Regions from separate parts of the Mus musculus genome. Here region 2 is linked to region 1. A link is a contact called in public promoter capture Hi-C data. All regions are on one chromosome and are shown on one strand. Each heading gives the region's core, a stretch centred on a gene start, on an enhancer-like site or on the middle of the called end of the contact. The rest is flanking DNA. Distances are from core to core; before and after follow the strand shown.

Evidence for each region. Promoter capture Hi-C pulls out the DNA fragments that hold promoters and counts their contacts.
Region 2: a contact with region 1 is called in a promoter capture Hi-C map of neutrophils, with 3 times the contacts expected there. The contact joins the promoter of Stmn4 here to the promoter of Ephx2 in region 1. A contact is called at or near these places in 7 of 39 promoter capture datasets (the C10 cell line, the HPC-7 cell line, embryonic stem cells and 4 more) and 2 of 9 other capture datasets (adipose tissue and liver).

The regions. Positions count from the first base shown.
Region 1 is chr14:66,122,247-66,125,819 of GRCm38.p6, reverse strand. It overlaps Ephx2 (epoxide hydrolase 2, cytoplasmic), which reads left to right and starts at 1,298. Exons shown (of 19, transcript NM_007940.4): 1 at 1,298-1,485. The coding sequence starts at 1,385.
Region 2 is chr14:66,342,737-66,346,166 of GRCm38.p6, reverse strand. Stmn4 (stathmin-like 4) reads right to left here and starts at 1,871. Exons shown (of 6, transcript NM_019675.3): 1 at 1,756-1,871. It overlaps Gm41183 (a long non-coding RNA gene), which reads left to right and starts at 2,438. Exons shown (of 3, transcript XR_874729.2): 1 at 2,438-2,479.

The DNA of each region.
Region 1 (3,573 bases), core at 49-2,548:
GAATGCTGGAATTACAGGCAGACGGGACCATACCCAGCTCACGTTCTCTCTCGTTCTGTCTTCAGGCCCAGGACCATCTCCTTCCTTCCTTCCTTCCTTCCTTCCTTCCTTCCTTCCTTCCTTCCTCCCTCCCTCCCTCCCTCCCTCCCTCCCTCCCTCCCTCCCTCCCTCCCTCTCTCTCTCTCTCTCTTTCTTTCTTTCTTTCTTTCTTTTTTTTTTCTTCAGTTTTTCAAGACAGGGTTTCTCTATATGGCCCTGGCTGTCCTGGAACTCACTTTGTGGCCTCGAACTCAGAAATCTGCCTGCCTCTGCCTCCCAAGTGCACCACCATGCCCAGCTATCTCGTTTATTTCTTAAACACTCCATCCACTACAGGCACTCTCAAAAGACCCTTTCTGTTCTCAGGGCAACACCCCCACATTTTCAGCCACTTTCCATTTCTTAGGTGTGAATCTCAGAAAACACAAACTGCCCCAGACAAGACTTGAGGCAAGAAGAGGAAGTGTCTGAAAGACTCACAAAAATTAACCCACAGTAGGGCCATTTCCCACCACCTAACACGCAGCAACCAGAGCAAAGGAAGAAGCCAATTCCCGGTTTCAGTAAGGGAGGCAGTCTTTCACAACAGCCTTGGACTAAACGGTGGATTTGTTAATTAACTCATTAGTAGAGGAGGTTTCTCTTTTTTCTCTTAACTAGGGAGAGCACTGGGCCAAGGGGCAGGAAGGTTCCAGAAACCTCCAAGAAGCCCAGCTCACTTTTAAACAATACAGTGTAGAAAAAGGAAACAGACTCGATTAATTTCTTTTAATCCTCAAGAGAAAAAGTATTCTGGGTTAGCACACCAAGACAGGAGGCTGTCTTGCATTCCAGAAACACTGCTAGAAGAAGCAGGCAGATGTGAGGGGGTTGCAAAGATGTGGACCACATTTAGAGAAGAGGGTCCACAGATCCCAACATACATGGGATATGCCAATCAAGACCAAATACTGAAGGAGAAAATGTTTAGAATATTCCGTCTCCTCCAACCTGCCTCCTCAAGACCCCTCTCTCCCCATACCAAGCCTGTTTCCAAACGGTCAAAGTCTGAGAATTGGGGAGCCTTGGCAGGGTTTCTAGTCCTTAGGCTAAGGAGGAAAAAGTGGCCAAGACCAGGATTGACACTTGGGTGGGACATCCAGCAAGAAGCTCCGGGCTAGGCAGCTGATCAGTAGGCAGGGCAGTGTCAGTACTGGGCGGGGCGGGGCGGGGCGGGGCGGGGCGAGGGGCGGTGCTGAGATTGGCACGACCCTAATCTTAGGTTCCCACAGCCAGCCTCCCCACTCTAGGCCACAGCCTTCCAGCTTCGTGTCTGTGTCAGCTTGACGCTGCAGCCCGGGCCGCCATGGCGCTGCGTGTAGCCGCGTTCGACCTTGACGGAGTGCTGGCCCTCCCCTCTATCGCCGGGGCTTTCCGCCGCAGCGAAGAGGCCCTGGCACTGCCTAGGTAAGGGGAGCCGCGCTGGGTCAGTGTCCCGCCTGGTGCCCTGTCCATACGTCCAGCCCAGGTTTCAAATTGCTTTCCAGGTGAGCCTGGGCAAGATCAAAATCATTACCTGGTGTTAAAATGCCAGCGTGCACGAGTAGATCTATTGCCCTTCTAAATGCTAAGTAATTAAAACTTGCTTTAAAAAAAAACTCCTTCATGAAAAGAGGCGTTATTACCATTTGCTGCCGGATTAATGCTACTGAACTGGGTCTTTAAAATACCCGCCGCGATTTACAAGAAAGTTCAGTCCTAGGCCAGCGTTATAGGAGAACTAGTGCAAGAGCAGGTTACAGAAATGTCCCACAGCCCAGGGAAACGGGAACCTGGGAGGCAGTCACTAATATCAGAAAGTAGTAGCTCTGATTCAGACCGAGGAGGGAGGAAGCAGGAAACAGTAGAAAATGTCTGGAATAAATATATCAAAATATCCAGACATGGGACTGGAGAGACGACTAAAGTTAAGAAAGTGCTCTTTCGAGCCACCATGTGGTTTCTGGGATTTGAACTCAGGACCTTTGGAAGAGCAGGGCAATAGTGGCACACGCCTTTAATCCCAGCACTTGGGAGGCAGAGGCAGGCGAATTTCTAAGTTTGAGGCCAGCTTGGTCTACAGAGTGAGTTCCAGGACAGCCAGGGCTACACAGAGAAACCCTGTCTCGAAAAAAAAAAAAAAAGCAAAACACAAAAACAAACAAGAAAGAAAGAAAGAGAAAGAAAGAAAGAAAGAAAGAAAGAAAGAAAGAAAGAAAGAAAGAAAGAAAGAAAGGTGTTCTTGCTGAACTTTTGAGGCCCAGCAACCAAGTCAGGCGGCTCCGGCGGATCTGACTCCCCCTTCTGACGTCTTATGATACCTGTATGCACAGATGCACACACAAACACATAATTTAAGGCCATTGTTTAAGACAGGGTTTCTCTGTGTAGCCCTAGCTGTCCTGGGACTAGCTTTATAGAGCAGTCTAGCCTCGAACTCAAAAGAGCCGCTTGTCTTTGCCTTCTAAGTGCTGAGACTAAAGGCACCCCCACCACCCAGCTACATGTAATTTAAGAAGTAATAACAATAATTTTTTAAAGATCCAGACATCATTCATTGTATCTGAGTTCATGTATAATTTTTTTCTACTTTTTTCTCTTTTTATTTTCCAAACTTTCAGTTTAAAAAAGATGTTTTATAATCAGAAAGGAGGAAAACATATTTATTTTTAAAAAAATTAAAAAAAAAATGAAAGATCACTCTAGTATCACCCAAGGAAAAGAACAAATGGGTAATTTCAAATTACCACTGAGGGGAAGAGGCCTAAGGGCAGCTTGAGTCTGGGAGATCTGCCTCATTTGATGGTTCTTGAATTCTTATGATAACAAAGGCCAACCGGGATTAACCTTTATACTATAGAAATCTTGCAAGTCAACCCAAAGGATGCAGAGAGCGGCTTGTTTGATCACACTGTAGGTGGCCTCAGCCTTGCTTGATCACACAGTAGGTAGCCTCCCTGGCTGAATACCGTGTTCCTATGCTCAGTGTAGCTTCCTCCCTCTCTGGCTCGTTGTGACTTTGTATCTTCCTCAGCTGCTGTTCTGGAAAAGTTTCTGTCTCAGGGTGAATAAACACATCAATAACTAAGAAGCACAAATAAACAAGTGGCTACAATGTCTATCTCAATGGGTCACACTGCCGAGGCTAATTGGAATTTGACAGAGAACTACATTTGAAAGTGAAAAGCCACCTACCTTGTGCTTGCCCAAAAGGAGCCCTGCATTTGGGTGGGGAAACTGAGGGAGAAATGATGAGCTAGTTTCCAAGAAGTGTGCATGCAAGTGTGCGTGTGCATGCATGTATGCGTGTGCATTCATGTGTGCGTGTGCATGCATGCATGCGTGCACATGTGAGACTATGCTCATTTTTTGTTTTGCTTTTGATTTTTAATCTTTTTTTAATTTAACTTTTTTAAATTATTCACTTTACATCCTGCTCACTGCCCCCCTCCTGCCCATCCCTTCCCACAATCCTTCCCCTCTTCCCCCTCCCCTTCTTCTCTGGGCAGGTCCCGC
Region 2 (3,430 bases), core at 622-3,121, 220 kb before region 1:
TATTGATTGGAATCCACAATAAAAGCTAGATTTTTATCTCATGATCCAGCATATGAATGCCACAAGAATACACATGTGTATTTGGATAGCAACACATTTATACACAGATATACATCTAGCTAAAATATATAGAATTAAATAGGCACAAAAAAACACAAGCCATTATACAAGGTGTGTTCTGCCTTCCCCCACCCCACCCCACCCACTCTGTCCAGTCTAATTGTATTTTTTAAATATCAGTTACATTCTACAAAATTGATCTCATTATCCTAGTTAGATTTCAGTCTGCAGTTCAAAGACCCTGATCTGACATAACCTTCACAGTAATATAAAGATGCCTAGTATCTCTCTGCTGGGTGTCATCCAGCCCCCACCCCCATGCTGTCAGGTCAGGGATGGGGCTCTCACTTCCCACAAGGCAGTAGGCTCTGTGATGGACCCACCTAGCAGGTCACTTCCCAGTTGTTCCAGATGGGTGGAGTTGGGGGAAAGAAGTCTGGAGCCAGCTAGAGGGATCTCAGCAGCTTAGGAAAGGACCAAGAACACAGCTTTATCCACAGGCAGGGAGCAAGGTGGGCTGGCGGCAAGGGCATGGAACTGGGTGGCTGTGGCTGCCTTCTGGCTTTACATTGACCTGCCCCCTTTGTCTTTGCTTCCCTCCACCACTATCATTATTTCCACATCTGGTGCATGATCTCATCTCCCAAGCACCCATCTGAGGGAGAACTCCCACCCCCCAGAGGACCCAACCTTAGGGGAGACAGATTCCCACACATTCCATCTCTACCCTTCCCCCCTCAGAACTCCAGCAGGTCACCATCAGGTCATCCCATCTGCTGCTTGGTGTTGGGGTATAGGGTATCCCTGTTTGGGGTCTTCAGAGGGTGACCTAAAGCTGTCTGACCTGTCCTCTAAAGTCTCCCCAAGAACTGTCCAGGTTGAGGACAATGAGGCTCCTCCACACCTGGGCAGATATAATTTTCCTGGGAGATATAAAACAAAGACAGCGCTGCCACGTGGGAACACAGCTATCAGACGGACATCAAAGCTCTGGATCCCTATATGTGGGGGTGAGGGGATGCTAAAACTCCTGGCTGGGGCTGTGGGCTGAGCCTGAAGGGGGCTAGCTGTGACTGGTCAAGATCAGAGAGCCTGGGTGTGGCAGTCCTGCAAGCTTGCATCCTCTGCCTTAGAGCCAGTTGCTGAGCCAGTTAGAATTAGGCTAACCTCAGGGTGGGGCGGGGCAAGGAAGAGGGGATGATCTCACTGTATCCTTAGGGCCAAGAGAGAAAAAGCAAGACTGCACAGAACTAAGGAAGAAAGACAAGATAGTCCCGAAAAGCAAATACAACAAGAACAGATGAAAATTTCACAGAGTTTCATCCACTGAAATAGGGTCTTCAGTCAGAGCAGCCCCAGAGGAAGCCGAGCTCCAGTAAACCTTCCTCTCCCAAAACCAAACATTTTTTAAAATGAAGAAATAACTCAGCTTGAACCTCCGACATATCCCACTCATCTGGAACAAAAATGATGCCCTGAACCCACCCTCGCCCCTCTTCAAGCGCCATCATTTTGCCTCACCCTGCTTCCCCCCAGAATTTGACAAAGTTTAATCCACTCAGTGAAACCAAAGGCAACACAATAGACACCAGACCCTCCGGTTTCTCTCTCCTCTGTGGCTGCTGTTTTGTTTCTTTTGTTTAAAACCCCCGCCCTCACCCCACCTCCGATTGTCCATATCTCAGTTTTACTTACCTGCAGTCCGGTTTCCAAAGCGAGCTGTTCTCTTCTCACTCCTTCAATTAGTGGTACCCTGGGCTTCTCTCAACATCAGCACCACTGCTGGGCTCTCATCATGACATCACCTCCGAGCTCCCTGATTGGCTAGCGGTGGGTTGCTTGGCAATTGGACAGTCTCCTTTGGTGGAGCCGGGGTTGCCTGAGTGAGTAACTTAGAAGGCTGGGGAGTGAAAGATGATGTCAGACAAAGAGCCTGCTCGCCCCCTCCCAACCCCCGCCCCACACGCACCGGCTGCCTGTGGGGCTGGGGAAGCAGAAGGGGAGAGGATGACCAGGAGTCAGGAGAGGGTGTGGTATGAAAAGGTGGAGGTTCCAGCACAGCTGGCAGCTTTCTAGCTAGGGGAAGGATGGATGACTTGAGGAATCTTTAGCTGTTCAAATCTGGGGTAGGGAGACTATAAAATCTAGAGGAGCAAGAGTAAGGGCAGATGACCCCTAAATACATCCCCCTGAAGACTTGGTGCTGACACATGTGGAGAATAGTTTAGATGGGAGGGGGAAACTGAAGAATCCCCAGGAGCCGGTGAGAGCTCTAACCTCACAGGTGTCCCAGGAATGTAGGGTTTCCCATTGCACGCCTCAAAAACACGCTCCTCCCTCTCTTTTACAGAATCTACGTAGCACTAATGTGTCTTCACAGCCCACTCGGCCAGCCTGGGCCAATCAGAGGGAGCCACAGGTAGGAAATTAAACTGGAGATCATTACACCAAGGGCATTCCTAAATGTGGTGGATTCCTGGAGAACAGAGATGGATCACTGGTGATAGCTTTCCTTGGGGACTGAGGGGACCCTCTGTGCAAATGCATCAGCTGGTCACACATTGCCCGTCTGCTGCAGGCAGCTGTTGCAGGGGGGAGGGGGAGGGAGGACAAATGGCCCTGTGGAGCAGAACTCCCCCTCTAAGTTCCCTCCTATGAATCCCCTGTCCTCACCTCCAGTCTTCCTTCAGTTCATTCCCTTTTCTTAGAAGGGTGCACTATGTTGTTGTAATATATTCAAACTGTGAAGTTTATTCTTTTAACTACTCCCAAGAATACATTCCGATTGGTGATTGTGCAGCCACCATGCTGTGTAAAGCCCGTCACCTCCCATCTTCAGAACTCTCTCATCCCTCCTAACTTCCATCCATACCCTCAAACCATAAATCCACCTTCCCCAACCTCTGTCTCCTGCGCAGCTCAATAAAGATGCCTGTCCTGGGCGCTTAGTGGAAGCTATCATACAATATCTGTCCTCCTGAGTCAGACTTCCTTCTTTCACGTGTTTGACTATCTTTGAGAAAGATTTGCTTGGTATTGATTGGCATCACACATCCTCACCCTCACCCTCATCCCCTAGACTGAGAACACACAAATCACATTGAATTCAACCCAGACTTTGAGATGAGGAATTTTTTTTTCTTTTTCATTGTTGTTTGAGACATGGTCTTGCTATGTAGACCAGGCTGGCCTTGAACTCATAGAGAGCTACCTGCCTCTCTCCTCTCTTGTGAGAGCTGGTGTGAAAGGCATACACTACCACACCCAGGTTTGAGGAGAGTTTTTAACAGCAATAGCATTTGTGCGTATCTGAAGTGGTGGCTGCCACACGCAGCCGCAGCTCACTGGTCGACTGTCTTGGAGCCTCTGA